Linked DNA regions of Arachis hypogaea: region 1 is linked to region 2. Evidence: chromatin contacts called from public Hi-C data. All regions are on one chromosome and are shown on one strand. The core of a region is the stretch at or near the end of the contact, and the rest is flanking DNA. Distances in the headings are between cores, read along the strand shown.

The links. A called contact is a pair of places that touch in the nucleus more often than the background predicts.
Region 1: a contact with region 2 is called in a Hi-C map of an unstated tissue, with 2.2 times the contacts expected there. The contact joins the promoter of LOC112795995 here to the enhancer-like site in region 2. A contact is called at or near these places in 2 of 8 Hi-C or Micro-C datasets (leaf and an unstated tissue).

What each region holds. Positions count from the first base shown.
Region 1 is chr1:10,374,962-10,380,468 of arahy.Tifrunner.gnm2.J5K5, reverse strand. LOC112795995 (ASC1-like protein) reads right to left here and starts at 3,365. Exons shown (of 7, transcript XM_025838232.2): 1 at 2,900-3,365; 2 at 1,380-1,609; 3 at 1,082-1,237; 4 at 523-708. The coding sequence starts at 3,046.
Region 2 is chr1:10,338,532-10,344,609 of arahy.Tifrunner.gnm2.J5K5, reverse strand. No RefSeq gene overlaps it. Among protein-coding and RNA genes, the nearest start is that of LOC112795954, 5.6 kb to the right of the region's middle. Within about 2 kb of position 3,444, at least 1 of the 3 cell types and tissues checked has open chromatin away from gene starts, as enhancers often do.

The DNA of each region.
Region 1 (5,507 bases), core at 2,116-4,615, 36 kb before region 2:
CAACTGTAGTATTACACTTCATAATCAATTGTTGAAATTTATGCATGGGAAGATCTTCTTTCTAATTTAATGAATATTTTATATGAGCTATTATTTGATAGGAAGGGGAAAATACAACATAGGATAAAATATTACCGAAAAGAAACCACAAAGCTAAAGGAAAACAAATGATACCCCCCCCCCTTTTCTTTTTTCTTCCCCCAAAAAAAAACACACAAATACTCAGACAAAAAAATAAATAATAAACCAAAACACCATGGAAGAGAAATCCTTATTTTACTTGTTCATATAATAAGATTGCACAAGATTTATATACAAACTATCCCTCACAAAATAATTATAATTCTGCTCAGAATTGGAGTTCCGTGTGTTTTTGGGTGAATTCTATGCCAAAGAATCAAAATAATGCAAACAGTGACCCTAGGCATATCTGACTGTGTTTCATACTTTAGTCTGTCCCATAAAGTTATAATGAAAAGACGAAGGAAAGTTAATGTATATTGAGAAACAAGTAATACAAACCTTGTACTCCAGAGAATCCAGAATGGGTAGTAAATGAGGCGCAATAAGACCCAAGATAAAACAAATAGAATAAATGCAATGCTGGCAATTGTTTCAGCACCACTGTATTTGGACATTTTCCCTATCTCCAGAAACACATCACTAGCATCATGAAGAGCTAAAACAACAGATCCAACACGAGCAAACCTGAAGGTGTTAACATAGAAGAGAAAAATGATACCGTTATATAAAAATATCAAAATGAAGTGTATTTATATCAATTAGCATTAGAACTAGCGTGTGCAATAGGACCACAATCTCTCTTTCCATTAGTAAGTTAAAATTCACCATATAACTCAACTCATTATGAACAAGGTCATCGTGAAAAGAGGACATTATTTTTAAATGAAAGGAATTAGCATGATTTAATCAAGAATCCTCACAGATATAACCCTTTCAGTTTGAAGTTTGAGAAATATAAATGAACACAAACAAATTAAGAAAATTATAGACTTGTATCTCCAAAGAAATTACAATTAAAAAAAAACTTGCATGACAAGACAATAAGAAATTAACACACCTAAAAATGTAAGACAGCACAATGAGAATGACAGTAGCCACATGGTGACCCATGGACACCCCAAAGTCAGAGCGCCGTGTTTCCCAAAATATTAAAGCAAAGATGGAGTAAGAATAAAATCCAGCAGCATACATGTAGAGTGCCTTCAGTTTCAACCTGAAATGTTAAGAGCTTACAACTCTATTGCCAGACTTAATTTGAACACAAAATTTATAGCAAGGGAAAATGATTGCAGAAAGATATTAAACATTGCAACTGGATAACTATAATAACTGGGCTTCTAAGCAAATAATCTTACTTAATCTTTTGCTCTGGCCAGACCTGGCTCCCTGGCCCCACCCAAAAATTTCTTGTATTAGTAAACCAAGGTTCATCATAAGTTACGGACAGAGCAAAAACTTCTGCTGACAGAAAATAAACACATTTCCAGGCTGATTCCTTGAACTTCCTAATCTTTTTTCTTCTCTCATCATTCTGGAAATCCAGCTGCTTATGCCCCTTTCCAAATATCAATCGTCTACCCAATTTCTGTAAATGTTGTTTACTTCAGTTTATTTGAACAACTAGAACCAGAAATAGAAAATTCTAAAAGTAGAGAACGACCACAGTGCAAGGCCACCAAATGATGACTCCTAGCATCATCACAGTTTGATAGAAAAAACAAGTAATGAAAAGCATAAAGAAAAATAACATGAAAAAATAAGACGAGAAAAGAAGCTTACATTTTACCAAAGATTATATAAAGTAAGAATGTAATCACCTCAAACAACACAAATTTAAAATCAGTTTTACCATCTATCCTGAACGAGGGAGGGGAAATGAAGCATGCAGATATTCATTGTCTTTGGAAGTTCCAATGCTGAAGGGTCAGCATTTTCGCTCTTTTAACAAAAAAGTATGTTAACATTATAAATTTAATTAGCTTGTGAAGAAAGCTAACCAAACCCTTACTGATAAACACACTAAACCAATAAAGAAAAGCAAAAAAGGATCAAAATGTTCTGAAGCCCCCATTAGAAATAAAGAAGATATCATAAAATATCAAGGCATATCTGTGAAGATAGCATAGAATCAATTTTGTTATTTACTTTATATATGATCAAATCACACCAGTGTTATTTTAAGCAAAATTACACCATTTATTTGCACTGAATTTTGTGAAAATTGAACATCAATAAGACTGACAACTCATATTCATGCATATTTGAAACTCTTATATATTACTATCAATTTTGATCTATAAAAGAGTATGTCTAATGATTTTAGATTGATATGAAATTTTATAGATTTGTTCTACAACGCACAAACTTCTAATCCAACCTATTCAACGTAATAATTTTGATATAATTCTAGTTTCTATCTCTTCCTCTCCTACCTAAAACCCTCAATCTCAACAGAGCTCCAGATAACAGAATTTGATTGAATTTAGGTATTCAAAAACACATTGAAGCTACTGTAATCACCTCCAAGCTAAACAGTGTAGGAACCATCTCACATCTCTGAAACTAATTCTAACAATAATGCCGCACAGAACAACACTCCTTAAACTGATACAACAGCTCACACATATTATATTCAAAAACTCCGTTCCTCAACAAATTCTCATGAAAACTCAGTAACAAGTAACAAACGTAAATAACAATACATTCAAGTCAACGGCAGCATCAAAACACTAATAAAAAAGAATTACGAACTTCAATGTGGAAGCCCTTGCAATCGCAATTGTACTTTCCTCAATCAAACCTAGTGTTCACATCTAATTGCGCTTTCAATGATTAACACACAAAAACGAAATGCGAATCGAAGGAGAAAGTGTACCTCAAAGACGAATCTATCGAGGAAGAAGCGAATGCAAGGGAAGAAGAATGCGAAGAACGGAAGGATTGAGAAATCATAGTAGTCAGGGAAAGATTCTTGGTGCCAGTCGCAGGAGTACAAGGACTTGAGCTGCTGAATCAAATCCATTATTACGAACGAATCTTTTTCTCTCTGTTCCTCGCAATCTGGTAAGTAATTAATTTTCTCGGGAAAGTAAGGGAAAACCAGAATCAGAATCTGGAAGAAGGTTTTAGAGTAATAATGTTAGTAATAATAAGTAAAAACGCATCGATTGTTCTTCTTTTCATCGGAACAAAGCTCACAGAGTGTTTGATCGTAAAAAGTTTTCAGATTCCCCCTTTTTCGCTACTGTTATGTGCTCTCTCTCTCTCTCTTTAATTTGTTTTACTTATTTCTTCTCTTATTCTCCTATGCCACCATATTCACTATTCAAATTGACAATAATATTCCGCGATTTCTAAGTGAGTATCAAAAGATTGTATTTGAATTCTCTAAATTTTGAATTTCACGAATAAAGTATGATTTTTTATTTTTAAATAATTTTTTTTATAATTATTCTTGATCTCACCTATAAAATAAATTGTGAGAGATTATACTTTACTTTCTAAAATGAGAATTCAAAATCTAGAGGATCTAAATTCCAAAAAATTATACTATTTGAGTTATATTCGATGAAACGATGACCAAAAATATTTTTGTTCTTAAATGAGTAATAAATAAATTCTGTATTTTTAATTTAATTTTTTTAAATATTTAAATAATTATTTAGAATATATATACAAAATACATAATTTAATCATTATATTTTTTTATTTTTAAAAAATGTTTAGTTATTCACAAAAGAAAACATAAATCAACAAATTTGAAGATAAAAACATTTTTTATACTATAAATTAAACGATCTTATTTTCTAATTATAATTGTAAAAAATTATATAAAATCCAATGTCTAAAACTTTTTTGAGAATATATATTTAAGTTTGTCATATTTTTAAATATTTTAAAAATTTATTTGCCATTTATATTTCGTATTTTGTTAGTGATATAATTTTTTAAATATTATTTTAATAATTTAATAAAAATAATATGGTTTCTCCACTCGAAAAGGCGTTAAATATTTTTATTAACATAAATTTATTTAAAACTATTTATTTTTAGTAATTTAAATTTAAATATTTTTGAAAATATTAATGACGTGATAACAACTTTAATTTTGGATACTTATTGCAAGTTTATCTCATTTTTAATATTTTGGCTTTATGAGTTCAAGTTATTTTGGAGGGATAATCATTTTTTTCATTTAATTTAGTTGGATCTCTAATAATAAAGTATATATTTAAAAACATTTATAATTATTTATTATTTACTTTTTACTATAATTTTGAGGGCGAATACTATGCGTTATGGAAAAAATAATTTCTAAATCCTAAATCTTAAACAATATACTCCAAATCCTAAAATTCTAAAATCTAAATCTTAAGTATTGAAATAAAATATAATAAATAGATAATTAAAATTTATTTAATTGATAAAGAATATAATACTCTTTCTTTAATAAAAAAAAGTTTAATTTAAGGATGAGTCAATCTTAAAATATTGCAAATGAAAATAAGCAACGAAAAAAAATTTTCTGATTCTCTTTCTGAAATATATGCTAAATATGGTTCAAATGTATGAAAAATTTTCTCTACAAAAGTTGAAAAAAAATATTCGTATAATATTAAAATATATTTAATATATGATTCACAATAGGTACAATTGTTTATTTTTAGTTTTCATACACATATATAATATTTTTTAAGCATTATATAAATTAAAAATAAATGGTCCATGCATAATATTTTTTTCCCCTAGAAAAAACTAAATGTCCCCTTAGTATAAAACACAAAAATGAATAAAAAAAATTAATAGACAACAGAAATTTCATTGTCAAAATGGGTTGTATTATAGTTTATAGTAATATATATATATTTATACAAAAATATTTAACATTTTGGGTCTTTGATGTTGACGAAATTGGCCTTTGGTTTCAGTTATTGGTGCAAGTTGATGAATTATAAGAGAGAGAGGGTGAGATAGGGACAAATGAGAGCGTATGGTGTATAACAATACATGTACATTACTATAGGATCCACATAGATTTTACCATTAACAGACTTAGGTTTATTTATTATTTATTTACCTAGTACATATATAAGTACGCTGCTACCAACTACTAACTACTTACTCATTTATTTCATTTTCTAGTTCTTCATTCAATAAATTCTGACAACAAATATGGAGGCTCTTAAATACCAAATGCTTAGTACTATGTCATAATTAAACAATGATAATATTAAGAAAGCAAAAAAATTAGTTTATTTAATATTTATTAATTATTATAATAATAAATAAATAAATTTTGACTGATTTTAGTTAATTTTTCTTTTATTATTAAACATTTTCGTTGAATCATTTACGTACACTACTATATGTAGCAATGGTTAGTAAGTAGGAAATTACCCTTTTTTTTTTAATATCAAAGTTTGATTAAATTAGGTTAAAATATATGGAGGTGGATGGTTCCATTGATGTAGCTCATGATGGTG
Region 2 (6,078 bases), core at 2,195-4,694:
TATAAAGATACTTAATTATAATAAAGTTTTATAAAATCAAATTTTTCTGATTAGATTATTTTTACATAAACTCGAATATTTAATAATTAAGTTAAATATTATTTTATTAATATAACAATATATAGTTAAATACTTATATAAAATTTTATTAATATATTTATATATATATGTATGTTGGCATTATCTACAAGATAGCCCTAATTATTAACCATGCATACTCATAAGAAACTCATTTTAAATAATTTAATCTAGTTTAAATAGTTAATATGATATTCTCCAAATCTTTTCACGTTTGGTTTTTCTTTGTCATTATGGTAATCTCATTGTTGATATCTATTGTAAATAATTATTATTAATTAATGAAAAGTGGCTGCATACTGCGTGGTACCTTTAGAATAAGAGAACCCTGCACGCAATGAAAAGTATATATTAAGAAAGATCTGATCTAATCCCAAGTTGAATAAATTAGTTAAATTATCTATGACTTTAATAATTCATTCGCATGATATATATTTTATGAATTTAATTTTAATATGTTGTCAAAATATAAAAATTCTAGTATATATGCATACATTTAATTATATATTTTGTTACATCAAGAAAATAATAATCTTTTATTATAAAAAAAATTATCTAAAAAAATAAATGAATTAATAATTTTGCAAAAAAAAATTATACATGAAAATTAAATTCATATTTCATTTAAGTTTTCCACTAAAATGATTAAGAGGATTCGCCAAGAATATCAATAACAAAGAAGTGATCCACACACATAGAATTTAGCCATTTTCATTAGTGACATCAATAGTGATAGTAATTAATTCTATAGCATAAAGGGCACGCCATCATTATGTGTAAAATTAATAATGCGCCATATATATGCGTCTATGTTTTAATTTGCTTTTTGTTTTATCAACCATATTTGTCTTCAAATAAAAAATGTTTCGGGACAATAGAAATCAATATAAAACACTTAAATTTATATTATTATTTATTTATTAATTATTGTTAAAATAAACAAATAATATTAAATATAATTATATAATTATAAATATTATGTACATAAAATTATAAATATTAAATAAAATAAAATAAATAATATTAAATTATTATCTCTTTATTAGCATCATCCTTAGCTTTATCTTCTAACCTAACAGAATAACCTAAGGTTTAGATTAGCATGTATTATCATATGGAATAATCTACTGAAAATAAAAATATTTCCATTAAATTAGTTTGATATATTCTTTTAATTAAGGGGTATATATACTAACACTACCAATAAGGAGATTTAGATTTAAAACATTATGCATATTATCTAAATATAATTATTTCATTGTTAATTTACTAATAATGACATATATAATTTGTGTATTATTAATTAAATTATATATGGTTAATTTTAACTAATGTGATACCACTTTAAAAAATTTTAGATCCATTATTGTGAACTTTATCTTTGTTATCCTTCACAATTATCACCTATTTATTTGTGACATGCATGAGTTTGGATATTTTAGTCAATTGCCCATTTCAATTATAGTGGAAAAATATGCCGGTGATTAAATAAATTAAACAATAATTTCTCTCTGACAATACTTTATTTTCTGTGATCAACTTTTGGAACAAACACTTAAAATTAAAAAAAAAATGTTATAACTTTTATTAGCAAGAGTATATATAATAACTCTCTTTAATAATTTCTTTACACTAATATTTTTTAGAATTATACAATAAGGGTAATTTAATGTTAATCAACTAAACTCAAACAAAAATAAAAAATGATGACATGCATGAAATTATTTTCATCTTTTACAACAAAAAGAAAAACTCTTGTTGAGATAATTATTAGGTAATTGGGTGATTAACAATTTATGGAAAACAGAATATAATCTTCTATATATGGATGTGTGGCTCAAATTAAAAAATAGTCTCTCTTGAGTCTAACATGATCTTAGAGAAAATATCATCCAAAAGAAATTAAGTTAAAAGTGCTTTTCATTATTCAAAGAGCAAAGAAAGCCACTCATCATTCATGAGCACCAAAGAGATTATTTGAAAAGTCTTGAGAGGCAATGAATGTGCTTTTTGACTGAATTTGAAGACATCTGAGTCATATTAATTTTCTTTATTATATTATTCCCATTATTTAGGAAGAGAAACTCTTTCTTTTTTTTTTCCCATGGAGTATATATATATATATATATATATATATATATATATATATATATATATATATATATATATATATATATAAATTTTTTACTCTACATTTAATTATAAGGACTCATTTAATTTTTTTAAGTGATAAAAATCTTTAATTTATGTTAATCAACTTATATAAAGAAAAATTAACTATTATTGATTTGTAGTGTATAAAAAGTTTCTTATTTACAAATGGGACAAACCCTACTTTATTCTCTTTTCCAAAATCCATGCACAAAGTAGATTCACATTATGAGGCTTCCTTGCAATCTTACCATAAATGTTTTGCATTTAATTTTTTGTGATGATGTATTTCTTTTGGTGAACAACTTTTTGTGATGTATATATTGTGTAGTCACTAATCTTAAAAAGCTTCCCATTTAGATGCAAAAAATAGAAAGAGATAAAAAAAATCCAAGATATATATGACAAAATAAAAACTTTTATATGACTAGAAAAAAAAATATACTGCCATAAAAAATAGGTTTAATTATTCTATTAGTCCCTCTAGTTTTGTAAAATTTTTAATTAGGTTTTTATATTTTTTTTAATTGAGTTTTTACACTAATTTTTTTTAATTAAGTCTCTCTTAATAGTAATTGGCTTAATTTTATAGAAATCCAACAAAAAAAATTGTTATAGAGACCTAAATAAAAGAAAAAAATGTAGGGACCCAATTAAAAAAAAATTAGTGCAAGAACTTAATTAAAAAAATATATATAAATCTAATTGAAAATTTTGCGAAACTATAGAGACCAACAGAATAATTAAACCTAAAAAATAATAATATTTACACTAATATCAAGATACAACTTAAAATTTTTTTATTTATCCTGCGAGCAAACGAGATATATATTTAAAATTTTGTTGCTTAAGTTATTAATTGTACAAACGAGATACGTTCATAGAAATAAATGATAAGAGTTAATTTTTCTTTTTTAAATGTGTCTATATCGATAAATATATATTTATTTTATTATTAAAAAAAAGAAATGATACTATCCCATAAAAACAAAAAGACTTTTGAGTATGATTTTCACAATTTCATAGGACTGACCGCTGACGCTGACAGTGACATAGTGTACACAACTTTTTTTTTTGTTCAGATATACACAAGTTAATTTTATTTTTGGTCTGGAGGCTTTTCCATTCTCGTTTCTGTTACGAGGAGTACACAAAACGAACAAAAAGTATGACTAACACTTCAATAATGAACAGCCCACAGAAATATTTTGTGGGCTTCATTCGAAAGTTACCGGCCCAAATTGATTATCCAAATTATTAATGTGGCCTCTGCCAAGATAGATAAGGGTCTGTATTTTTTAACCATCTTTTTCGGATTTGATATTTTCTAAAGGATGAAAATGAAGCTTACTTGTTTGGGAAGGTTGTCCACTTTGTGTCTCTGTAGTATTCACGGGATTAGTCATTGAATTTCTGGCCTGATGAATATCCTGGTGCAAACCAAAAAAGAGTTGGCACAGATGGATAAGGGTTTGTGTTCTTTAACTATCTTTCTTAGGTTCGATATTCACTAGAGAATGAAAATGAAGCTTACTTATTTGGGAAGATTGCCTACTTTGTGTCTCTACAGTACTCGAAAGATTAGTCATTGGGCTTCCGACCTGATAGATACTATAGTGAAAAAGAAAAAAAAAATAGCCTCCTCCACCCGCTTTCTAGAATAAGATTTTTTGAAACGAGAAAGTTAGCAAAATAATAAAGTGATGAGTTAGTCAATCCTAAATTAAAATAGTAGAATATAAATTGTATAAAAATTATAAAATTAATGAAAATTAATCCTTTATTTTACCAATTTTCTCACCTTAAAAGATCCAAATTTCTGCCTTTCCACCCCAAAGGTTTTAATGCTAGTGGCAAATGTATAAACGTCAAAAACTACTAGTATTTTTGTAAACTACCTTAATTTGGTTGAATAATTAATTTATTAATTTATTTTAAGTAATTAGAGTTTTAAATTTCACCTTGTATATTAATGATAAATTTTTAAATAAAATTTAGATTCGCGATGGATTAATCTTTAATTTAATGAGTAAATTATCATTTTTAATTACAAAAGTTTAAAATATTAATAAATTTATTCACGAAAAATTAAAATTAATTTTATACCAAAAAAACCTTTTACTAAAAAAAAGTTATCTGAACTCCAGAAAAATCGCTAAAATTTTTAATTTATTTATTTTTAAAAAAATAAGTTATACAATTGTAAAAAAAAAAACTCTAATATCTAAAAAAGGAAAAATGCTACTTGTACAATAAAATTCAGCCTTTATTCAGTCTTTAAATTTAATATTTTATTATTTTAATTTTTTAATTAATCATATTTCCTATTTTTAAGGAACTACTTTCAATTTAAACTTTATCAACTAAAAAATCTCTAACTTCTTATCACTATAATAAAGCATTTCCTTTATTTTCTCCCTCTCTCATAACGTCATCTTCACCAATCTCTTTACACTCTTTCTCTCTCTCTTTCGTAGAGACCATATTATTCTCTCATATAGTAAAATTTTTCTGCTTCATATAAAAAAACTCATTAGTATTTTATCTACACATCTAAAACTAGAATATCATTATAAACTCAGCTAATCCAATTAAATACAAACACATTCAAAATTATATTGCCTTTAATTAATCAGAAAAAAATAATTATGTTACCTTTAATTAATTAGAAAAAAAATAAAACAAGAACAACATAAACACATCCAAAATTATGTTACCTTTCATTAATAGAGAAAAAAATAAAAAATAACATAAACAGACTTCAAAACTCATGTCAAAAACACATCTAAAATTAAATAAACAACATAAACATATTTAAAATTATGTATTAATACATCTAAATTATTGTGATTGTAGTTCTAAATTATATATTAAAAACAGAAACAATTGAATTTAAATACACATCTAAAATTATAAGAATGCACTCTAAATATTTTATAACACATCCAAAATTCATGTAAAAAAGCATATATATATATATATATATATATAAGAACATAATAAACAAGTAAACACATCCAAAATTAAAATATAAATTTATATATGTACACAAAAACATAATAAACAATATAAACACATATAAAATTATAAGAATGCATTTTAAAAGTGATGAAAAAAATAGAAAAACAACAGAATAAAACTTAAAATGACAAAGAAAAAAAATGAAGAAAGAGAAAAATAGAATAAAATATCTATGAGAAGAAAAAAAAAGTAAAAAGCACTGTAAACGCACAAAAAAAAAGAGAGGGGTTAATGAGAAGAGAAATCAAGGAATTGATGTCCAGGCTGCCTGCTTCCATTTATAGACCAAGAAATAGCAGCGCCAACACAAGTTTATGAGTATTTCACAATATATAGAAAAATGAATTTTGATTTTAACTAATTTGATTTTTATATGTATATTTAAATCGTAATATATTAATAATTAAATATATTAAATTTAAAACAGAAATTTAAAATTTAAATTTCAGTTATAGTTAGTTTGTATTTTAAATGTATATTTAATTTTAAAAAGATACTAAATTTATTTATAATTTTTAAATGTTTTTATTTTATTTATTTTTTAAATTATTGTAATAAAAGGTTGAATATTGTACCACTTTTAAAGAATACCTAGTTGAATTGCTAAAAAAGATAGTACTCTAATAATTATCACTATCAACGTGTTTGGCAGCCAAATATATAGTCAGGTTGGTTAAGTCTTAACTCATTATTAACATGCCTAACCTAATAAGAGGAAGGAAGGCACATGCCAAACTTACTTCGATTTTCTAAAAATGATAAAGAAGGAAAAGTGAGAGGGGAAGCAGTTATTTGGATTATTTTTTACTTTATCAATATAAACTTCAT